Linked DNA regions of Gossypium hirsutum: region 2 is linked to region 1. A link is a contact called in public Hi-C data. All regions are on one chromosome and are shown on one strand. Each heading gives the region's core, a stretch centred on a gene start, on an enhancer-like site or on the middle of the called end of the contact. The rest is flanking DNA. Distances are from core to core; before and after follow the strand shown.

The links. A called contact is a pair of places that touch in the nucleus more often than the background predicts.
Region 2: a contact with region 1 is called in a Hi-C map of leaf, with 1.8 times the contacts expected there. The contact joins the promoter of LOC107900941 here to the enhancer-like site in region 1. A contact is called at or near these places in 4 of 34 Hi-C or Micro-C datasets (anther, cotyledon, leaf and 1 more).

The regions. Positions count from the first base shown.
Region 1 is chrD08:49,528,529-49,534,902 of Gossypium_hirsutum_v2.1, reverse strand. No RefSeq gene overlaps it. Among protein-coding and RNA genes, the nearest start is that of LOC107900942, 23 kb to the right of the region's middle. Within about 2 kb of position 2,367, at least 3 of the 9 cell types and tissues checked have an H3K27ac peak or open chromatin away from gene starts, as enhancers often do. A contact at or near this core is called in cotyledon and leaf, where this site is marked.
Region 2 is chrD08:49,610,558-49,616,931 of Gossypium_hirsutum_v2.1, reverse strand. LOC107900941 (rhodanese-like domain-containing protein 4, chloroplastic) reads right to left here and starts at 3,317. Exons shown (of 9, transcript XM_016826733.2): 1 at 2,469-3,317; 2 at 1,898-2,000; 3 at 1,723-1,803; 4 at 1,495-1,569; 5 at 1,321-1,395; 6 at 965-1,045; 7 at 682-867; 8 at 399-590; 9 at 1-237. The coding sequence starts at 3,124. The coding sequence ends at 190.

The DNA.
Region 1 (6,374 bases), core at 1,118-3,617:
TGAAGCTTGGAAGATGAACAAACCCTAGCCATGGTGTTCCCTTGCTACATTCGGCCATGGAGAAAAGAATTGAAGAAGATGATAACTTATTTCATGTTATTTTGTCTTTATTCATTAATTAAGGCATTTTACCAAAATGCCCTTAAATAGCTTACATACTAACCATGTCTATTTTTTTCCATAACATAACCAATGGTCTAATTACCATTTAAGGACCTCCAATTTCAAATTTCATAGCAATTTAACACCTCTAGCTTCTAGAACTCAACTTTTGCTCTTTTTACAATTTAATCTTTTTAACTAAATTGAGTTCTCAAACGTCGAAATTTTCGAACGAAATTTTCATGAAATATTTTCGTGAAATTGTAGACCATAAAAATATAATAAGAAATAAATTTTTCCTCATCGGATTTGTGGTCCCGAAACCACTGTTCCGACTAGATCTAAAATCGGGCTGTTACATAGCAAATCACTCGATTGGAATAATGAAATAAAACAAGTTCAAATAAGAATATAAATTCAATACTTTAATTAAATAAAAAAAGTCCTTGAATCAAAACTGATTCAAGAAGAAAAACAAGAAAGTATCTAAAAGTCGAAAAGAAAATAATCTAAAACTAATTCTAAACTACGAGGGTTTTTTGAAGGCGTCTAAGGTCACTTGATTACATTCAACATCTAATGGTTTATTTATAAAGGTGTTGTCAGCCCAAATAAGGTCTTCAGCACTTCTTAGGTCTTCGTATAAGTTTGATTGTGCAGACAAAAATAACCTTAGATTATATGGGAAGGACGTCGACATGTGTCACTTTACACCAAGGCTATGGCACGACAAGAAACAAAATTCCAACCTTAGTCAATTGTTTGGTTCTTTGACGGCTCAAGAAGCTTGTAGATCACTCATCCCTTGCTTCCACGTCAATTGGGTCTTTATATCTTCATCCTACATACTCAATTAAACTATATAAACACAACCTAAAACCCATGTCAGCCTATTGGGTTACAACACCTACAAAATGTGTTGAAAAATACTTATTTTATTAACTTTTAATTCTAAGGCCTAATTACCGAAAACGAAATATAAAATCCTAATTTCCATAGAAGACAAGCTCTTTAAATGCGAAATTGATCGTAATTAACTACTATACTTGATGACAAGTCAAATACCCCTTCACTTAAGTCTTTACTTGTCTTCAAGCAAACTACCCAAAATAAAAACTAAACTAAACTAAACTAAACTAAAACTGAAAAATAATAAATAAACATGCGAAGAAAAAACATGTACTTGAGCCGGCTTAATACACAAGATTGGATCGAAGCATTGACACTAGGAAGATTTGCTTAAATATATAACTCTAACTAGAAATTTAAACAATTCAAAGTTATTTACACCTAAACAGACTAGTGAAATAAATTACAAAGTAAACAAGTTAAAGAAAATTAAATATATTTCCCTATCAAAATGTATATACGAATATAGGATTTATTTTTGTAAAGTATAGTCAGTTCAAATATTCTTTTCTCCACTCGATTTATTTTTATCCATTCTTTGAACTCTAATGCAGTAATATTTCAATGATAACCCTTATTACATTTTTTTTACGTGCCAACATACTAGAGATTTTTCTCGGGCACTTCTTATAAGGGTTATACTAGTCATACCGCACTTTTTTAATAACCATTGATTTTACCGAGTATTTTCTATTTAATTTGAGCCTCCTGTATTTCTACAAATATAATTACCTATGCATATCTACCTTTATCACTTGGTACATTTAATCTCTTTTACCTATTTACAGTGTAATAAAATGAACTAATTAGTCTAAATAAAAATAACCTAAACTATTTAATTAGTCTAAATTTACAATTTAAACAAACTACCTAGGTATATTCTCCTAACCAATCACTTGTATTTCTACAAATTTCAAGCACAAACATGCAATTAAAAGGAAAATTAAAAAATAAAAACAAGGAAAAGAAAATAACTAAAAAGAAACTTTTTAAAATCTTCTTACGTCACCCCCTACACTTTATTTGGTGTGAAACTAAAATTGTAAGAGAAAGATGTTACCCGATTCGTGTGGTAAGTGCATCGTAATTTGTAGCATTATTCCTCTTTTTAGTTTTAGCTCACAATTGTAGTGTCGACAAAATTTGTGGGGTTCCTACAAAGAGAAATAAATGCACAGAAACATATATATTGAAAATTCTAAGTCAGACTTAGAAACTGACTCCTCCATCATCTAATAAAAATATACAAAAATCCAAATATATAAATTTTCAACATTAGTCAGACTTAGATACTGACTCCTCTATCATCTGGCCCTTGCCTCTATCGCGTCTCGCTGATGCTTTCGTTGCCCACCTTCTCGAAGTTTAGGCTGGGCTATGTTGGCTCGGGTGGTGGATCACCATGCCTCTCATCGATGAGCGATCTAGGTGACATACCTGCTCATAGTTTGATGGTACGATAAGGATGTCCTCCATTTCGTCCTCATCTTCCTTATCATCATCGTCACCCTCTTGGGCTGGTGGTGGGAACCTCTCGAACATGCAGGGAGTGGCACTGCTGTGGGCCATCCATTCTGTTTCACAATACGGATCAAAATGTCTCTCATGTCCAACATCTAATAGGTCTGCCACTCTGATATCGGTATATCCGTGAGGTTTGTCTCTGATATCACGATTCTGCTTGCACTAAAGCTCAATAAACTGGTCGTATAAGTTATCCCCAATCACGCTCCAGGCGGGTCTTGTAAATAGCTTGATTGGTGACATGGGGACGTCAGCATGGCGACATATGAAACTGATCAGATGTGGGAAGTACATACTCTATTTTTGATGTCGCATGCAATTGAACATCTCATCGTATATCCAGTGGCCTATGTAAATTTCATCTCTATGCAAAATTGAGTAAAGCATAACCGCTCGATAGGTGGTAACATCAGGCACGTTATAAGTCGGCATGAGACTAGTGCAAATAAACTGCATCCACACCTTGGCCATCCGAAACATAATGACCTTGTTAAACTTAACGGCACCTTGAAGTTGGCTTGGTGAGTCACTCATCCCTTGCTTCCACATCAATTGGGTCTTTATATCTTCATCCTACATACTCAATTAAACAATATTAACACAACCTAAGGCCCATGTCGGCCTATTGGGTCACAACACCTACAAAATGTGTTGAAAAATACTTATTTTATTAACTTTTAATCCTAAGGCCTAATTACCGAAAACGAAATATAAAATCATAATTTCCATAGAAGACAAGCTCTTTAAGTGCGAAATTGACTGTAATTAACTACTATACTTGACGACAAGTCAAATACCCCTACACTTAAGTCTTAACTTGTCTTCAAGCAAACTACCCAAAATAAAAACTAAACTAAAATTGAAAAACAAGAACTAAACATGCAAAGAAAGAACACGCACTTGAGCCGGCTTAAGACACGAGATTGGATCGATGCATTGACACTAGGAAGATTTGCCTAAATATATAACTCTAACTAGAAATTTAAACAATTCAAAGTTATTTACACCTAAACAGATTAGTGAAATAAATTACAAAGTAAACAAGTTAAAGAAAATTAAATATATTTCCCTATCAAAATGTATATACGAATATAGTATTTATTTTTGTAAAGTATAGTCAGTTCGAATATTCTTTTCTCAACTCGATTTATTTTTATCCATGCTTTGAACTCTAATGCAATAATATTTCCCCAATAACCCTTATTAAATTTTTTTATGTGCCAACATACTCGAGATTTTTCTCGGGCACTTCTTATAAGGGTTATACTAGTCATACCGCACTTTTTTAATAACCATGGATTTTACCGAGTATTTTCTATTTAATTTGAACCTCCTATATTTCTACAAATATAATTACCTATGCATATCTACCTTTATCACTTGGTACATTTAATCTCTTTTACCTATTTACAGTGTAATAAAATGAACTAATTAGTCTAAATAAAAATAACCTAAACTATTTAATTAGTCTAAATTTACAATTTAAACAAACTACCTAAGTATATTCTCCTAACCAATCACTTGTATTTCTACAAAGTTCAAGCAGAAACATGCAATTAAAAGGAAAATTAAAAAATAAAAGCAAGGAAAATAAAATAACTAAAAAGAAAATTTTTAAAATCTTCTTACGTCACCCCCTACACTTTATTTGGTGTGAAACTAAAAATGTAAGAGATAGATGTTACCCGATTGGTGTGGTAAGTGCATCGCAATTTGTAGCATTATTCCTCCTGTTAGTTTTGGCTCACAATACTCTCCGTTAAGTAGTCTATAATACCCTCCTCGTTGAAATCCTCATACATAAAAAAGACTAACGTATCAAAAAAATCGTGGGTATAATATGGGGCGTCATAGGATCGGCAAATATTACGAGGTGTAATTGGTACTTCTTTGCCTCGGATAGTCACGTGGGTGATCGTCTCACTTCTTTGCTTCTAATTCTCCTTATCTTTTAGGGAAGCATAAAATTCATGAACAATAGTGTCAACCGCCGATTCAATCGAGGCTGAACAAAAAATATTCCAACGGTGGCCTCGAACGAGATCCCAAATCTTGTCGCAAGCAGACATAGTGTGATCGAACCCACGTTCATGTATAAACGATTGTCCACTCATCTAAAAGAACAATCGTTCAACTTTCGTATTATGGAAGTGATTTGCCTCGGTGTTACTCAGTGCCTAAGTGGGACGTCATTATTTTCTTGGTGCCATTTTCAAATTAAAGTGTAATAGCAGCTAACCCAAGTAATAAAAATGATAAAGAATAAGTTTTGAACATAATACTTCAGGTGGTTGTCAACTAGCCTTGGTTCTTGATCAATGTAAAATGGAACAAAATGAAAAATCAAAAACTGAAATGAAGAAAAGGAGATGAACACTCACTTAGGTGAATCAGAAGTTAAAAATACGAAAGATTGAAGCTCGATGACGGGGAAGATGTGTGACGGCTCCGAAGGGATGTTTTCTCTCTTTTGGGTGTTTTAAATTGTGTTCTTATGCTTAAAATTGATGGTTATAAATAAAATTTTGACGGGCTTAATGCTATAAATGGCCTGATATTACCTGAAAACATAAGCGTTTCATGCCACAGCCTGTGCGTGGTGTGACACAACGCCCTAATATCACCCATTTTATATTCGAAGTCTTCGTGTCGCACCACAAATTGTATGTGGAGTGGCTCGCCCTTTTAAACATCGGATACCATTGCTTCAAAATGTTTGTGTCGCGCCATAGCCTATGCATGGTATGACACAACATTGTTTCTAGCCCTTTAGGGTGTGTTGATGTCCTTCGATCGTCTGTTTTCATCCCCGTTTAGATTTCTTTCATTTCATGATGTCTGAAAACTAGAAACTCACCATGAATATACTTGAAGGTTCATTTCGACTATATATGCTTAAACTTCTCTTCATTTCTTAAGCCTCCTATTTATTGGTTAATTAAGCTTAACAGCCATATCAGAAACGAAGAAGAAGGCATACTTATGTAAGAAAACTATGATTCATTCTCATGTAGAGGAACTTTAAAGATTATTATAACTTCAACTATCACAGTACAAATTCAATGAATTAAACTGAAATCCTCAATTTTTTTTCTCTTATCTTCGATTAAGGGATCCATAAGATTTAAAAAGATTTCTAGTTTACTGAATTTCCCAATTTCATAAGCTACTTCAGTAGTTTCTCCCCACAAGCAGACCATTCCATAATATCTCTCTTATCAAAACAAACCAGAGAAGAATATAGAAGAAAGAAAATGAATACAAAAATAAAAGAGTGTTCCTAGGACAATGACGTCTATCTCTTATATAACCCTTCCATACTTATACACTAAATTCACTTTATCAACAGCAACATGAATTTCCCCCATCATAATGTTTCACACTAAGGAAATACTTGGTTCTAAAGTAACGAAACTAATAATGGAAATCTAACCATTTTTTAAATTAGCTAGCAAGGTCTAATTAATTACACTAGGACCCTAAAAAACAAGAGGTTTTATACTTTGATACCCAAAATTACTGTGATACATATCCTTTAATATTTTCGGGTGTGACAGTATTTCGCATCAGTTCTTTATCTTGGAGACATAGCATGGTGATGAGTGATGGAAAATAAGCACAACCTGTCTTTCTTATTGCAGATTCCAGAATTTCTTGGAAAATTATTTTTCCCACATTAATTGATTTTTCAGTTCTTATACAATATAAAAGAAGCATTTGTTCCATCAAAATAGTGCTACTATATGTTATAGGCATAAAATCCAATCGAATAAAATAGAATCATACATTTGCCTCTCAGGTTAGAAATTCCCTCAGGCAAGAATGAATACCTTGCCTCC
Region 2 (6,374 bases), core at 2,068-4,567, 81 kb before region 1:
TGAATTAACACAGATGATTGCAGCAGACTTTTGGGAGATTCTCATTTTTCGATACAATCGTTGCATAAGCTAGAAAACCATCTAACAGGGGGGTAGATTACACAACTTACTTGATAGCTTTAAAGTTTCCCGACCAACCAATTGCTTCGCTGGCCGAAGAAACTGACACAGTGTAATGAAACCATGAAGCTAGGGCTGTGATGGAGTAGGAGATGTTGGTGGCTTCAAATCTGGATACTGCAACCATAAAGATAGGAAAAAATGCCAAATGTAAGCATTTTTTTTCCTTTGTGCATGAAACTGTAGGAAGGGGAAAATGAAACAACAGGTTCTAGTACTTTATAAAATACTATAAGATGAAACAAGGAATTCATGGAGTAATAAAAGTGAGACATTACCGAAGGATATGGTGAAAGTGGTTTAGGATATCCGGAGTTTCCATCTGTTTTGGGAACTGAATTAATTAGAGAAGGGGTTTCTGCTGCTGCTTCGACTTTTGGCTCCGGTTTTGCCTCTGGAGGTGAAAGAATAGCTTTGCTAGTGGCAGGATGTGATGGAGTAGGCGATGTTGGAGGCTTCAAATCTGGATACTGCCACCATAAATAATGGAAACATAAGCATTTTTCAATTTCTAATACAAGCACATACAACAGCATATGGAGTGATAAAAAGTGACATTACAGAAGCATATGGGGAAAGTGGTCTTGAAAATCCAGTGATTCCATCTGCCTCGGGTACTGTTTCGGGAACTGAATTTGTTTGAGGGGCTTCTGCCACTGCTTTGACTTTGGGTTCAGGTTTTTCCTCCGTAGGTGCAGGAAGAGCCTTGCTAGTGGTAGTTGTTGGTAAAAGGGCTGCTCCAATTTGCTGAGTTCACAGGCAAATACAAAAAATAGAAAAATTAGTCATGCAAGATAAAAATAGCATACAAATAATAACCAAGGTCTATATCAAGGTTGGATACCTTTACATCATCGACAAGTTCCTTAGGAGCCACCTTCGTGTTTAAGAATTCATCAACTTGTTTAAGTGTTTGCTTTCGGTTCTGTTATAAATAGCAGAGTAGAAAGTCAAACCATTATGTTTTGGCCTTACGGAACTAGAGACATAAGTTAAGTGACACATTCCATATTTGTTCATAACCATATCATTTTGTATGAGCTTAAGCATTTAGAACAAACAGTCACTGGATGAGTGTACTGTTGCCTATTGGACCATGCAATGGTCATTTATCTTTGCTCATCTTGCACTTACTTTCTACACAGGGCTTAGGCTTTTAGGACATTTGATTATCCAATTTAATATAAAGTGGAGACTTACCTCTGCATACAGGAATTTCTTGCTTACAAGCTGCACAATAGCAGCTGAGCCTAAAAGTTGAAGGATCGTTTCTATCTGCAGAAGATATGGCAAACCCACAATTTGAGTTGTTTCGAGGTGTGTGTGTATATATATAATCAGAGGTACTGTACTAAAAGGACTCAAAAACCTAACCTCTGAAAAAGCCAAAAGGCCTAACCCTGCAGCTGCAGCAATCCCCACAGTAACAGAAAGGCCATCTGATCCCTCCTGCAGATTATCACAACCATTTATCATATAGAAGAAAACTAATAAGAAAGGCTGAAGAACTTTCCAACAAAATCAATTCAAGATCTAGAAAAGTCTCTCTATGACATCAAAATCTTAAAAGTGAATAAGCAATTAGGAGATGAAGATAGGTACTCCGAAGGCCTCAGCGAATGCTTCTGTCAAATTGCTAAGGTCAAGACCTTTCTTTGGTTGTATCCAGGGAAGACCACTGTTCTGCAAAATTGAAACCATTCTCAAAAGGTGCAATTGCTAAATTTAGAAAAAATGGAGAAAGAAACAAAAAAAATTGATTTAGAACAGCACATACCACCCATCCCCGTGGTCCTTCAGCACCATCTTTGACTGCATAAGCAGCTTTGAATCCATTTGCAGTGACCAACTCCGCAACCAGTTCGGAATTCCCATCAAATCTGGCTTTCAACACAAATTTAAAGCAATATGAGAAGATGAATCAAATGAAAGTTCTAATTTCATCTTTCCTACAAACAAACTGCATATAGTTACAAATAAAATATTTGTCAGCCAATGCTTACATATGTTTAAAGGACACATTTCAACAGTTAAGAACGTATAGACTATCAATTTAGAAACCTTCAACCCTTGGAACAAAATGCAGTTAATTTATGGGTTAGGATCAATTAAGAAAGAGGCAATGGCCATATTCTATTGTGTAGCTTAAGGCCAATGAGCCTCCGTATAGGCATATACATTTCTACATTCTTCCTCCACAACCAACACACAAACCATTTAATCTCAGATACAGTGATACAATCATCAATAAGAGTGGATCCTTAACTAGAAACGAAGGTTTCATAGACAATGCTGGGAATTCACATATGAACAAATATATACAAGGCATAGGGTTTTCAGAAGCTTACTTGTCTATAATGAATAAGGTAGTATTTTCAGGTTCCTTGAATTTCAAAGACAGTTTTGTCAAGAACCCTGGTTTATCTTCACCATTGTAGGCAATTGACACCGGTTTCTTCCCAAATCCCTTAATGTCAGGGCTACCAACATCTCTAGACTCCTTGAGAGGCCTTATGTCCAGCAACTGAGCAGTGGCATCGTCACCTAGCTTGGCGTAAGCACTCCTTGCAGACTCAACTCCCCATGGCTTTGGATTCTTTAACAGACGAGACAAAATCAAAGGAACTGCTAAAGCAACGGTGCCACCAGCTATAACCGTGGGATTCTCAGTTACAAAACTGACAACGGTATCAAGGATCCCATTTGGGTCAAAATCAACAGACGAGGAGAATCCCGTAGTCTGCTGTAGGGCTTCCTCGTATGACAAGGCTTTAGCGAAACCATTGGGGAGAAGTGATGGCAGTAGCAGTAAACCCCCATGCAAGGTTCTTGAAAAACACTGGTGCAAAGCTGGTTGGGTCTTAATAAAAGCCGGGGAGTTGGGTAGTTTGAGTGGTGAAGCAATGGGGAGCAATGGTGCTTTTCTGGTCTCGGTTCTTGTCTCAGAAAGAACCGAGAGAGGTGTCAAACTTGGAGTTGCTGCATTGAGGGTCCTCATTTGCATAATTTTTATGCAAAGAGATGGGTGTCAAATGTATGATGGAAAGGCTTGAACCATCAACAATGGAGGATTTTTGTTGGAATTGATTGGATGACAACAAGGCTCAGAGGCCCTTAGCTTTGGAAGGTGCACTTTGAATGATGAAATGGTGGTGAGGTGGAACGAGATATGAGATCTCTGCCAGTCATTTCATGACACGTTGGAAGTGAGATGAGAGGCTTTTTGATCATGTCTTTAGGACTGTTCCTCATCTAAACTCATTTGTGTGGCTAATAATTGTCTGCACAAATTCAATAGTGCATCTAAAGTCTAAACTTTAGTACCTTCCTTTTTATACGGCAAAAACGTTATACTTAATTATCTTTAATTTACCTTGGTATTTTAGTTTGAAATTTTTTTATTGTAATATATGTTTTTTTTGTCTTTATGATAACTACATTTGACAAAAATTATATATATTTAGGTACATGAATGTAACAATATTAACTTTTTAGTTTTTAATTCGAGCTTTAAAATTGATTTTATAAAAATTCTTAGCTAATAATATTAGTAATTAACTTTCATCATATCAACCCTAAACCTAAATTAATTCACATTAATTAGATTGTATTTGACAAATTAAATGAAAATAAAATAAATTCACAATTAACACTACATTTATTCTATTAACAAAATCATAAAAAATTTAAACCTAATACTATTAGCGATTAACTTTCATTAAATAAATCCTAAAATCCAAATTATACACTAAAAAAGTTAGCATTGTAACCTTTGGGTGTAAAAAAATATAACATTTGTCAAATATATATATTAAATTAGACCAAAAAACAACACAGGTAGCACATTAAAAAAATTATCAAATTCAAGTACCAAATGATATATTAAACCTTAGAAAAAGAGATAAAGTCCTGATTTTGATAATTCTCTACTTAGTCTTTGAATTATTTTCGTTAATCCTCAAACTTAACAACTTTTTCAATTTTATTTATTTGACACATTTGATATTGTATCATCATATTATCACTTAAAAATTAGAATTTTATAAAATATTTAAATGATGATGTGATGTAATATTAGGGGCAATTTACCAAAAAAAGTCAATTTTTTTTAAATTTACTGAAATGGGCCCGGTATTTTATTATTTACCGGAATGGACCCCTTTCCCCTAAATCGCGTCCACGTCAACGCGAAGTCAGGGGATATGTCAGCAAATCGCGTCCACGTCAGCGCGCTATGCTGACATGGCAACAAAGCGCTGCTTTGAGAGCGCGATTTGTTGCCACGTCAGCAAAGCGCTCTGACGTGGTTGCGCTTTGATGAAGTGGCGCGTCCCTGGGGACGCGATTTAGACCGCTCGTGAACAGTGCAACGGTCAAAAATTTGACCGTTGCCCCACCCCCAACGGTAAAAAAAAACCTATAAATACCCCCACCCTTTTTTTTCACAAACAAATCTTCTCTCAAATTTCCTCTCAATTTCCTTCCAAATTTCTCTCAAATTCATATTTAATCTCAATTAGCTCTCAATTTCCTTTTAAATTTCTCTTAAATCCCTATTTTTAAATAATTTTAAATAATTTTGATTTTTTTAAACCGAAAAAAATCACTCTTAAATCCCCAATTTTTAAACCGAAAAAATTTGTACGATTTCAGTAATGGACGGAGGATTGACTCGTCTTGATAAGCACCACATATCCGTGGAACAAATGAAGATGGTAAGTGTTAAATTTAATTTTTAAATATTATTTAAGATTTTTTTATTTATGCATTTTTAGATAATTATTAATTTATTATTTGTTATAAAAGTCTGTAGATCGGGTATTGGAATGCAATATCTGGAATATGCATGCTCCTCCATCACCATTGGTAGAGAACTACCTATGGGAAGCGGGTTTTTGGCACGTGGCAACGGTAGGCCGGGGATGTAAGGTGGACCCGAAACTAATCAGTGCGTTGATCGAGAGGTGGAGACCCGAGACGCACATATTCCATCTTCCATGTGGAGAGTGCACTATCACTTTGGAAGACGTCAGCTTGCAATTGGGATTACCAGTGGACGGGTACCCAGTCACGGGGTCTGCCCAATCTAGCGATTGGCCAGCGGTGTGCTACGAGCTTCTGGGTGCTATTCCAGAGAAAATGAACGAAGGTAAGATCGAGATGGGCTGGTTGCAAGACACATTCCCGAATCCGGATGAAGATTCAACCGAAATAGAAAGAATCCGATATGCTTGGGCATACATTCTTCAGTTAATTGGAGGTTATCTGATGCCGGACTTATCACGGAGCCGCGTACATCTAAGATGGCTGCTGAAACACGTTGATTTTAGAACAACCGGTGAATTGAGTTGGGGGTATGCCGTCTTGGCCACATTATATAGGGAGATGTGTGGGGCGACGCGACCGAGGAGAGCAAAAATAAGAGGTTGTCTGTCACTACTGCAGTCATGGGCACGGTTTCGTTTTCTATTTCTACGTCCTCGAGTGGACCACCCATATACATTCCCACTCATAACAAGGTAAATTTTATATTAGATTTTACAATTATTATGTAGATATTTAAAAATAAAAGTATGCTAAAAGTTTATTTAATTAGGTGGAACCATCCGGCAAGTCATGCTCGATTACCTACCGAACTTGAAGATATACGACTTCTATTAGACCAACAGTCGGAAGCACATGTAAGTATTAAATAAAATTGATATTTCCATCATTCGCTAGTCGATTGGTAATTAGTATTTAGTATTTAATATTATGTATATAACTAATATTTCTATACTGTTCATATAGTTTCAATGGACACCATATGAGGATCCAGTAATTCGGGCAGTAATTTCGGATGAGTTCTTACAAAATCGAAATGCTTGGTACGTGAAAGTCGCGTTGATCAACTACGCGACCGTGGAGCCGCACCAGTCAGATAGAGTGCTACGACAGTTTGGATGTAGACAACTGATTCCCGTGGAACCTGAGGTGTTTGACGATCAACACAAAGTTGACCTTCGGCAATTGAATACGGATTGGCTGAGATACTGGTCCAAGTACATGGAAATGTGGGAAGATCGGTATGAATATGTACCTACTCGGGAACCAATCATCGTTCTGGAGTTAGCGTGCGTGCCGGAATACATGCCATAGTTTAGGATCCATGGCAAGCCGTATTTACTGACGCCAGAGGAGAGGCAGCGGCAAATATGTGTCCAAAGGGAAAGGCGCGAGCCTCTAAATCTAAGACGAGGAGACGACGATGCTGG